Regions from separate parts of the Mus musculus genome. Here region 2 is linked to region 1. The links are chromatin contacts, called in public Hi-C maps. All regions are on one chromosome and are shown on one strand. Each heading gives the region's core, a stretch centred on a gene start, on an enhancer-like site or on the middle of the called end of the contact. The rest is flanking DNA. Distances are from core to core; before and after follow the strand shown. Region 1 has its middle 33 kb from the start of Gm31843. Region 2 overlaps Gm32098 (a long non-coding RNA gene).

Region 1 (5,614 bases), core at 927-3,426:
GTGTGTTTGGAGGAGATTTGGGTAATGGTTAAAAAAAGAAAAAAAAAAAGAAATGATTTTTTTTTTTTTACAAAAAGTATAAAAGCTTTCCAAGTTTATTTTTCCCCCTTCCTCTTTCTTTAATGCCTTGGCTACGTTTAAAGTCCCAATAAAAGCTAAAGTAAAAGAAACGTTCTGTCTTCTAGCATGAGATGTTTAAAACTCACTACCTCCAGACACAGTCCAATCCCCGTGGGGTTCTGACAGGTGGTATTAACCCTTGCACCAACAGGGCATCCTGGGGCATGAAGAATCTAGAATTGCCAGGACTTCAATGGCCAGGATGAGGGAGATCACATTAACCTTGCACAAAATTGACTCTAACAGAGCTCCGGGCACTTCATCTTATCTGGTAGGGTGGTGTTTCTGTAGAAGTCAAACCATGCTGGTCAGAACATCAGAGTTGGTACAAAATTGCTGAAGAGGATGGAAGAGGGTTGGGGGAGCCTTGGGAGAGCCTTAGCAGAGCGTGTCACGAAAAACGAGCAGTAGGGGAGACCTGAGAGGACACCCACCTCAAGCCTGTTGAACCTTTGGTGAGGAAACTGCCAAATAGAGAGGATAGACAGCCAACAGACAAACAGCTGCTAGAAATGCCCTGTCTTGCCCAGTTACAGTTTAGATACAAAATGCCCCCCCCCCCGGGGAGCACATCTGATGGACACTTGACCCCTAGCAACTGGTGGTATTTTGAGATGTTCTAGACACTTTAGGAAATGAGCCCTAGCTACAGGAAGTAGGTCATGGGGTCAGATCCTTAGGGCTTCCACCCAGTCCCTTCCTGTGACGAAGAGGTCCCTCTGCTGCATTCTCCTACCACTGCGATATTCCGCCAAAGCACATAAGACCACATAACTGTGAGCCAGAAAGCTCCCCCTTCTTCCCCTCTGGTGAGTTGTTCTCATGGGTTTTTTGGTCACAGCTACATAAAAGCAACTTAACTACCCCTGAGGATGTTAATACTACATTCTACTGGCCTTCTGGGTCAACCAATGTTCGGGGAGTTCTGAGAAATATTACATGATAAACCCAGATATTACCACAGGGAGCAGGGAAGGAAAAAGCCAAAACTGTCTTAACGGTCAGCATGGATCCACCTAGAAAGGTCTATGACTATCAAGAGGCGAGGGGGTAAGCTGATGGTCAGATAGTATTAGTCGGGAAAGTCTTAAAATATCCATATAATGTACAACCGGACAATCAATTTTATTCAAGGAAATAATCAATCTGCCTTTGAACCCTGGGTCAGAGGTCAGGGGTTCATAATCCTACCGAAAGAGACTTTTGACAGTGCATACAAGAGCCTCTCATCACCCTGTATTCTTACCTGCTGCCATCTTCTCAGGGGCTCAGGAGTATAGAGGTAGAAGTAAGGGGGATGTAAGGAACTGGGATGAAATTGAAAGCAGGGGGTTACAGTTATATATGTAATTTCCTCAGTGGAGACAGCATCGAAGCCATTTTGCTGATTGCTCAAGAGCTTAACAGAAAGAGTCCACCCTGCTTGTCTGAGTTCAGCTGGCTTCTACGTAGCGCTGAATGGCTTTGTTCAGATTGATTCTGGCAGTGCCAAAAAAAAAAATCAATACATTGCTGCCTACTAGGGCTGACTTGGCTGTTTAAACAGGAGAACTTAGACCAGTTTAGAAAAACCAGATCAGATCCTCTGGGTGTGACCCCCTTTTCTCCTGTGTAGCTGCTGGAATGATAAAAAAAAAAAAAATTCCACCCCAAATACATTTCATGGAAGCCTCCTATGGCCCTGGCCTGTAATAATGGACTACACCCATTAAGCTGCTTGTTAGGCCCCTGGTAATTTCTCCATATTTGGCCAACAACCCAAGCGGTAGCCTGTGCTTTTCATGGCCTGTGAGGGGCTGTAGTCTTGGTGTTTCAGTGTCCCATCGCAGGTGACAGTCTTCTGCATTATGACCTTAAAGAGCCCTCCAAAGGGCCCTGCAGCTAGCCTTACCAGGCACCATAGAAGTGGCAGTCACTAAAAAAGGAAAAAAAAAAAAAAAGCCTGCCTCACCTCCCAACACAGGGTGCTAGGTTTGTAGGTGAACCCCGTATACAGTAGGCTTCGCCTTTTCCTTCGGGCTGCCCAGGGTCTCTGAGATGCCTCCGGCAAAAGGGAAGTGCCACACGGTTCCACCATCTGTTGATCTCTGGGTCCAAGCCCTTCATGGAGAGAGGTGGGTGAAACTGAGTGAGCCGTTAGCAGAAGGTTTTAAATTTGGAATTTAGCCTCTAATCCGTGCTCTTCTAAAGACCTTGGCTTGCAGCCTAAGTGGATGCTGTCTCCCTCCATCCAATATTTGCTCTTGCTGCTATCCTAATTTCTGTAGAAATTAACCAAGTGCTTTCGTCTATTTATATCGCAATTGCGGCCAGATTGGTCCATTAGAGTACAATCACCACCAAAACTGGCCCTCTGCATTGTTAGGGTAAAAGCCCTGATTTATAAAATAATAATGGGAATTGCAATCCTGACAGTAAGTAACACAGGAAAATACTGTGCCCGATTCTGAGATTATGCGCAAGGAATAGATTCAGGCTAATAGAATTAAGTCCAGGAGGCCTGGGGCAAGGTCGGGACACTCAGAAATTACTTGCTTTGTCTTTGAGCCACTGGACAATTTACCAGCCCAAGATTCACCAAGGTACAAAAGATGATGATAAAAGACATACTGATTTGGGGTACCGATCCCTAAGACAATTATGGAAGCTTGGAAAATACTGGCTGATACCCACATGCATTAGCCAGTGGTCTGAGCCCATCATGGTAAGAGTTATTTATGTATCAGTCTAGGGCAGCAACTTTCAACCCCTTTGGCAAGCCTGTCTTTCTAAATATTTACATTATAACTCATGATGGTAGCAAAGTCATAGTTACAAAGTAGCAAAGACAATCATTTTACGGTTAGGGGTCACCACAACCTGAGGAACTGTGTTCGAGGGCTGCAGGACTAAAAAGGTTGAGAACCACTGATTTAGGGTCAATATACTCCAAACTGAACCCTTAAATATCTCCCTGCATCTTTGGGATGCTCCGTGACAGTGAAATGGGCAAATAGTTCGAATGTAAATATCTGTTGTGTTTAGAAACATTCTAGTATAACTTGGATATCCCCAGAACCCACATGAAGGCAAGAAAGAACCTCCTCCCAGTGGATGCCCTGCCTCTCCCTCCTCAGGGCTGGGGTCAATGGTGTGTACCTCCACTCCCAGCTTAGACATCTTCTTACCTCACCTTAATCTTTTCCCTGCTCACTGCAGGAGCCTTACGTAAATGTACACACTCAGGTACATTGAGAGGAGAGAGGAGAGACCGCCTAGTGATTGTACACACTTCTGGTATAGAGCAAGAGAGTGGCCCAAAGACCCCCAGGTGACCCCAAATCTGTGGGCATTCTCTGGGATGCATGGATATAAAGGCTGCCTGGGTTCCTGACCCACCTTGAAAGCAGCTCCCTTCCTCTGTGGTCCTGAGGGAGGTCATACCTAAGGTTCATTGCCGGGTTTACTCTGAAAGGCCCCTGCAGCTAGCCTTACCAGACACTCAGAAAAGCCCTTCACGAAGCCAGACAGGACCCTGCCCTTCCACCCTCCGCCACGAAAGGAAGAACTTTTTATACAGTGAGTCTTTGGAATTCCCTTTGCTGCTGCTGGCTTTAGTGGTAGCAATGAGGGGTCAGAATGTCCTGGCCAGGGGAAGAGAGGGACTGGTTGATAGAGTAGCCTTGTGGAGGACTGAGGACTCTGCAGGAGACTTCCTACTGGAAGAAACTTGTGACTAGACTTCACGCCCCATGGTAGAATGATTGGGCTGAGAGAGTGAGCAAGCTCAAGCTGGCCAAGTCAAAGCCAGTCTAAAATCCCTACTATGGCCGGGCAGTGGTGGCGCACGCCTTTAGTCCCAGCACTTGGCAGGCAAAGGCAAGCGGATTTCTGAGTTCGAGGCCAGCCTGGTCTATAGAGTGAGTTCCGGGACAGCCAGGGCTACACAGAAAAACACTTGTTTCAAAAAAAAGAAAAAAAAAATTCCCTACTGTGCCACTCACCAGCTCTGTGAGGTGAAGCAAGCCAGGAATCTCTTGTCCAGGATGGTGATGAGTGGAGAGCCTCCACCACACATCTCTGTGGCTGTCAGCTCCTTCAGGAGTTCTGGAGGCTCGGGTAGCTGACCTTGGCCATGAGGTTCATGGCTCTGGGAAGAGGGTAAGACAAGTGGACTTAGTCCTCTGGGGAGGGGGGGTGTCAGTGGAAGAACTGAGGAGTTCCGAAGTTCCAGAGTACCTCCATCCTACAGATTAGTTCCTAACCACCTTCCTGATGCTGCAGCCCTTAATATAGTTCCTCGTGGTGTAGGGACCCCCAGACCATAGAATTTTTCCCTTGGTACTTCATAAGTGTAATTTTACTACTGTTGTGAGTCGTTATGTTAATATCTAGTATGCAACCCCTGGGAAAGGGTCATTTGACACTCCCTGCCACCAAGAGTTCAAGGCGCACAGGTTAAGAACTGCTGTCATAGACCATTTCAGGATGATCAAAGAGTGGCCCAAAGCTATTAGGTTCTATATATGATCATTGTCATTTCAGCAGATTTATTTTGCTTACTTTTAGACCATTTGACTTTGTGGCTGCCATTTAATGTCATGTGGCTAGTAGCCACTGTCTTGTATAGTATGGCTCCTTAATATGTTAATCCTCAGGAATGCTCTAGAAGGTTGGAGTGACCTTTTTCTCTATCACACACTGTAAATCAAGTCTATCCTGTGAGACACTGGCATCAGACATCCTAGGAGTTTTCTATATTGGACTGGAAGTGGGCTCTTGCCTAGAACATGCAAGGGCCTGAGTTCAATCCACAGCACCATAAAACTAAAATAATCAGCAAAGGCATCCAAGTTTCCTGCATGAAAGAGAACTGAGAACATTTTTTTCAAGGACAGCCAGAGCATCCACATACGGACAGGTGTTCTGATGGATAGTGCCTGCTCCGGAACATTTCAACTCTAGTTTCTGTTTTGAGCATCTTGGTACACTCTTGAGACAAATTCTGCATGTCTCTTATTTAGTCAGGCTAATGGGCCACATTACCCTTGTACTCCTTGTTCCATGCCCACATTTCTTCCTTATAATCGCATCAAAGCCATCACCTTCTCTTAGGAGACACCTTCCCCAGGGTTCTAGGAAAGGCTGGAAACAACCTTCCCGCTTCTGTTTTACTTCACTCTGTCACAGGGTGGTTTCCTGGGCTACTGATGGAAAGGAGGGTTTTCACAGAGGGACCAAAGGATGCCACACACTTCCCCTCTTATAGTAGAAAATTAGAATTGTTAGTTTGGAACCCAGTCACATGGAACAGGAAATATGTCATCAAGACTGGAAGGGTCAGGAAAAGGTTTTAATGAAAAGTAGTATTATTTCTAAAGTAACTTAGTCTTTCATTTATTCCAGAGAAAAGTCCTTGGGGTGTTTAGGAGAAAATGTAGTAAATGATAATGAGGGCCCAGGCCCCCACAAAGGGGCTGTAGATAGTCACCTTAAGGAAACTTCTTCGAGATCC
Region 2 (5,614 bases), core at 1,938-4,437, 330 kb before region 1:
ATCTTCAAGGCCCATCAATGTAAGATACTCAAATGTCTGAAGGAACCAGTTATTTTTTAATACATCATTTTTGTTAATTCTTTGACAATTCCATACAATATTCTTTGATCATCTTCCCATGCCCTCCTCTAGCTCCTCCCAGATACACCTTCTCAGGCCCTTATCCTCTCCTGACTTCCTGTCTTCCATTCACTGGAGCATGGCTAGCCACCAGGGCCTCACTCTGAAAGAAAACTGGCTCTCCTTCTCCTAGAAGCCATCAAGTGTTAATACCTGCTTTGGGTGGGGCCTCACAGACCCCTCCTTCCTACCTCTGTGCTCGGATGTTGACTAGCTTGACTTTGTGTAGGCAACCACAACAGCCCTGAGTTCATGAGTGCAGACGTTGTATTGGGTCTAAAACTCTCTTTCTAGTGTTCTCCACCCCGTGGCTTCTGCACGTTTCCACTCCTCTTTTGAACTGGCTCCAGAGCCTTGATACAGGCTCTGTTTCAGGATCTATGGGGGTGATACAGACTGAGTTCACCACACTGATCCTCATACTCACGGAGTCCCTGCAATTGGGTCAGCTGTAAGTTTCTGTGTTGACCACTGTCCACTTCATAAGGAAACTTCTCTGATCTCGAAAGTAACCTATTGGTATAGTCACAAATTTCAAGGGCAGTCTAATGCTATGTCCACTTAGTAGAATAACAGACTGATGCTATGAGTCTACCCATGGGACCTATGAGACCCCCAATTATGTGTCCTTGGCCAGATGTACCATACCAGGTATGCATCTCTTTTGGTGGATAAAGCCTTAAATTCAACCAGAAAGTGGTTGGTTACACCCATAAAATCCATGCTACTACTCTATGGAAATTCCCGTTATTGTTTTACTTCACAGGGTTCATAAGCAGATAAGAGGTGAGCCCCTTTTTCCATCAGCAGACTGCATAGAACCCTCTAGTGCTATGAAAGCTAGCCAAGAGATAGAAGGGCTTTCTGCACAGTACCAACTTGGTTTCCTCATTCACGTCCTGTGACCAAAGCCTGTGGTGACTTCAGCAAGAGGCTCTTACCATCAAGTTCTGGTAGGTGACAAAGTAAAGTGGAAATGGCCTGTATTGTTGTGGCGGGTCTCAGGGTTGCCCCTGACAAATGACTTGAGGGGCAGTATCCCACACCTGACACTGTGGCTTCTGAGAGGAGCAGAGAGAAACCAAGTGGGTACTGTTCAAGAAGCTTCCTCCAGTTGGCTTGCTATATAGGCTGCACTAGGGTAACTCCATTTAAACACACACACACACACACACACACACACACAGAGAGAGAGAGAGAGAGAGAGAGAGAGAGAGAGAGAGAGAGAGAGAGAGAGGGAGGGAGGGAGAGAGAGAGAGGGCACAAGATGCTTTGGAGCCAGGTCTTGAGATGGTTTAAAGAAAAGGCAAAGATGCCATCGATTTAACAGAAATTAATTTCTTAATAGTTTTGGAACCTGGATGCACAAGAGCAAGGCTCTGGAAAAATCTGTTTTCTTGAGGGACATCTTCCAGCTACCTTATCGTTGTGTACCCACATAGGAGAGCGAGAGAGCACTCTGGTGTCTCTGAGGAGACGTCGAATATGTTCACACCAGCCTTCACTCTCACAATCTCATTTTTCTTTAATTACTTCTGTAGAGACACCATCTCTTAACACAGCCACACTGGAGACTTCAAGTGTTAGCTTGTTAGGGGTCTCAAGCATCCAGTTTATATGGTTGTGAGATCACAGCCCTTCTGAGGGACCCCATGCCATTTCCGTCTCCTCCTCCTGTGGCAGAGTCTGGTTTCTCCAGCTGTGATTGTCTTGTTTGAGTGACACGTCTTTCGTCTGCTCATCTCCTCCCATATTGGTCTCTGTCTGTCTTGCCCTTACACACCTTACTCCTCTCTTGCCTTTCTTTTGAGACCATTTTTGTTACTCTTTAAAAAATAGGAAGGAGAGAGCTTTTGGGGTGTGTGGTATCCCTGGCATGGGTTTCCCCTTGACCTTTTATATGTGGAAGCTGAGCTGAAAATACTGAGACATTGAACCCAGGCATAACCTTAGGAGCCCTGGTGTCCTGAAGAGCTGCCCTGGGTTTCTCTGAAGATTGCCTCCCGCCCTTACCTGTGTGCCTTCCCCTCCAATCAAAGGCTCTCTAGCTCATCAGATGTAGGTAGAAGGGACCTTCTGGTCTGCTTTCCTGGGAATCCTGTCTCTGTTGTAGAGTGCCCACTCTGGTCTTCTACAATAAAATCATTTTGAAATCTTAATTGCAACCCCACACAAACCAGAGCAGGGACTGGCCAGGGGACTCACAGCAAGTAAAAACTGGGGGTTGTGACTTGAGCTCCTTTGTCTTTTTGGTTCTGCCCTGTCTCAACCCTTAGGTGGGTCACGTTGAGGGGCAGGCAGGTGTGGCCTTGGTGCAATAGGACCCATTGGCAAGAGTTTCTAGTCAAAGGACACACAGGCATTTAGGGTCCTCTATGTGGAGGAAGATATACCAGGGTCCACTGTATACACACACAAAATCCAAGCCCCTGAATGCGTGGGGGATGGGATACGTCACACAACTAGATTCTGGCTCTCTGTGAGTCATGTATGAAGTATTGAAGCTAGAAGTATGAAAGAAAGATTTCCTTACCACAGGCCCTTCTCTCTCTGGGTATCCAGGGTCTGCTTGCTACTGTTCTTTTCCCCACTGCGAGACTTCTGGAAAATGAACTCTTTGAAGCTGTCTCATCTATAGGAAGGTAAAATCCTGTGTTGTATGTCTTAAGAGATGGCTGAGGGTCCTTGAGTCTGTTAGCCATTGTCCTCAAAGTGCTGTACCACAGCAAGTACCCATAATGAGTGAAAAGAGCAACCATCCCTTCTCACTGCCTTGCAGATCAATCAGATGGTTTGGGCTGTGGGTAAGCTGACCCAACTTCGGGTTTTGTGGGTCTCCTCCTGGGACCAGTGGACTAAAGTACAAAAATCACAAGTGGAAACAAATTGTCCAATCTAGATCAAAGCAGATTGCATGTCCAAGTCAAGAGTCAATAGGATCCACCCAAAGTAGGGAGCCCTCTTACCAGCTATGAGGCAAAAAACCACGGCGAGAAGGAGAAGATGGATTGTAACACAGTGCTGAACTACTCAACACCTCCTGGTAGTTAGCCAGCAGACCAGAAGGGGAGGAGTTGGCTCAGGCCAGGCTTGTTCTGCAAGGGAAGTTGGGCTACAAGAGGCAGGCAAAGAGTACACTCTACTCTTCCCATCCCAGAGTCCTCTGTCCTCGTCCACACTTGCTTCCAGCTTGGTCAGACCGAGTGTCTACAGAAATGCTTCCTGTGCCCAGAGGAGCACAGATTGTTTTAATGCGGCTGGAAACTTCCAACGTCAGAAACACAGGGAAGACAGCCGTTAACTCTGCAGGAAGCACAGCCCGGCTTCCCAGTGATGTCAGAATGTTTGTGTCTTTGTGTTTCTGTTTGGGCACATGGAACACGTGAGGATGGGTGGGCGGCTGAGTGGGAGCGCGGAGGTCTGTGTTTGTGTGCATGTGCGCTGTGTTCATGTTTTTGCCAATATGCCTGTCTCAGTCATGCTCAAAAATCTGTCTTTGTAGGCTGGGAGCAGAAAGAGGTTTTCAAAATTAGACAATATTATCACCAAATAGTTTTTGTTTTTTTAAAGAAATGAATTAAAAGGATCAGACCTCTTCCAAATGCTCTAAGTCAGGGATATGTGTGTGTGTGTGTGTGTGCGTGTGTGTGCATACACATGAATGTATGTATGCATACATGCATCTATCCCCTGGGCTGTATTTGGAGGTAGAGTATAAATAGATTGATGTCTTTCACCTCAGTTTCTCTGGTTCTATTTCTGCTGCAACTAAAATGATTTTTGGTAAGTTATCTTAGAACTCACACAGATGTAGAAAAACTGCTTGTCTTAATTAGTTACACATTACTTCTAATAATAGACTTTATCTATCTATCCATCTGTCTATCATTTTTAGGCCATTTGAGGATCTACTTTTCCATAGGTAGGGAGCGGGGAGTACAGGTTGGCCAATGCTGTTGTTGTCTTTCTGATGCAGTCTCTGGGTTTAAATCCTGCAGCAATGCACAGTTGGGCAGATTGGTTCTTGGTGAGTACCCCACCCCTGGTGCCATCCCTTAAAAAAATACCTCAGACACACATATGCATAAAGGAGATGGTAGATTAGGTTACCTGGGAAGGCAATACACAAATGTACCTTCACCAGAAGATTAACGGATGGTTGCAGGGAGTTGCTGATGAAGGAATTTTGTGTAAGAGCAGGCCCTAGCTGCTGGGGCTCATCTGTCTCTGCTGTCACTCTCCTGGTGACTGCCTGTGCAGCAGGGAACTATCTGGGCTCCCCATATTTGCCTCCCTCCTCTGCTTTCCCTCTCTGCAGGAATCCCACATCACTGAGACCCAGAGGCAGAACTCTCTAGCGGAGGGGAGCCAGGAGAAAGGCTGTTAAGGTCAACTGTTTTTCTGTCTATCTGTCCTGTGCCCTTGTCTGACCTCTTAAAGTCACCTTCACAGTCTTTGGAGATTTAGAGCTATACCAAGGCAGGTCTAGCAAAAGTGAGTAGTGCCTTTTTTGGCAACCACTCATTGGTGACCAGCACTTCGATCAAAATCTCTGCCTAGAAATCTCATGTTCCCATGTGATGGGGAGCAAAGGGGCAACACACACACACACATGCACACATGTATACACATACATGTATACATACATACACACATGTACACAAACAGGTATATACATACTTTTATAACTCCATACTTTCTTCTTGAACTTAAAAGCAACAACTACCAACCTCTCCAAATAGTTTTAAGATAATGGGCACTCACCTTTTATACCACATTTTATCTATCTTTGAACAAAGTCAATTTCTGACTTACGTTGGTCCCTATGTCCATTGAAATATCAGACATTAAAAATGGGTTGGAAACTCCTAAGTTGCCAACCATTCCAGCTGAGCAGCCGTACAGTAGAGTATAGAGTATACATAATGTTCCCCATGATCACAGGGTTGCCCTGAGCTACACTATATGCAGCCACCCAGCGTGGATCTCACTGAACACTGTAGCTTGGAAAAATACCCAAAAAAACAGAATACACCTTCCACTTAATGTTATCACTTTCACATCATGCAAAAGCAAAAGAATCCTAAGTGGAACCATCACCAGGAGACCCAGTGTGCCAGGAAGATGGACAATGTCTGATGGCCTTAACTTACCGCACAGTAGAGACTTGCTTTGCCTTATCTGTGTAGTGGGACCCCTGGCAGCAAACAGGTTCATAACTCCTTTGTGCTTAGTGCTGTGACTGTCCAAGTCCAGGGAGGGGACTCAGCTCTTCCAGTGAGTGGAGCTCACCAATGATCAAGAATACTTATTGAATAAACAAGTATATCCTAGGAGAGTCACTTTTCTTATCAGTTACAAACAGGGCCCCAGTCTATTGTGTTTCTTGTAGGACCATCTAGAAAGCCGGCCTTGTCCTTCTATCCTGGTTTTACTGTCTAGGAGCTATTTCTGCTTTTTTGTTTGTTTGTTTGTTTTGTTTTTTGGCAGGTCT

The links. A called contact is a pair of places that touch in the nucleus more often than the background predicts.
Region 2: a contact with region 1 is called in a Hi-C map of cerebellar granule neurons, with 2.4 times the contacts expected there. The contact joins two enhancer-like sites. A contact is called at or near these places in 2 of 39 promoter capture datasets (hippocampal neurons and pre-B cells), 21 of 484 Hi-C or Micro-C datasets (cardiomyocytes, cerebellar granule neurons, cerebellum and 12 more), 5 of 115 datasets of contacts at active chromatin or transcription factors (acute myeloid leukemia, embryonic basal ganglia, embryonic limb bud and 2 more) and 2 of 9 other capture datasets (embryonic tail and embryonic trunk).

What each region holds. Positions count from the first base shown.
Region 1 is chr8:26,346,018-26,351,631 of GRCm38.p6, reverse strand. No RefSeq gene overlaps it. Among named protein-coding and RNA genes, the nearest start is that of Gm31843, 33 kb to the left of the region's middle. Within about 2 kb of position 2,176, at least 5 of the 459 cell types and tissues checked have an H3K27ac peak or open chromatin away from gene starts, as enhancers often do. A contact at or near this core is called in cerebellar granule neurons, where this site is marked.
Region 2 is chr8:26,678,879-26,684,492 of GRCm38.p6, reverse strand. The region is part of intron 2 of Gm32098 (a long non-coding RNA gene); the gene reads left to right. Among named protein-coding and RNA genes, the nearest start is that of Gm32098, 17 kb to the left of the region's middle. Within about 2 kb of position 3,187, at least 14 of the 459 cell types and tissues checked have an H3K27ac peak or open chromatin away from gene starts, as enhancers often do. A contact at or near this core is called in cerebellar granule neurons, where this site is marked.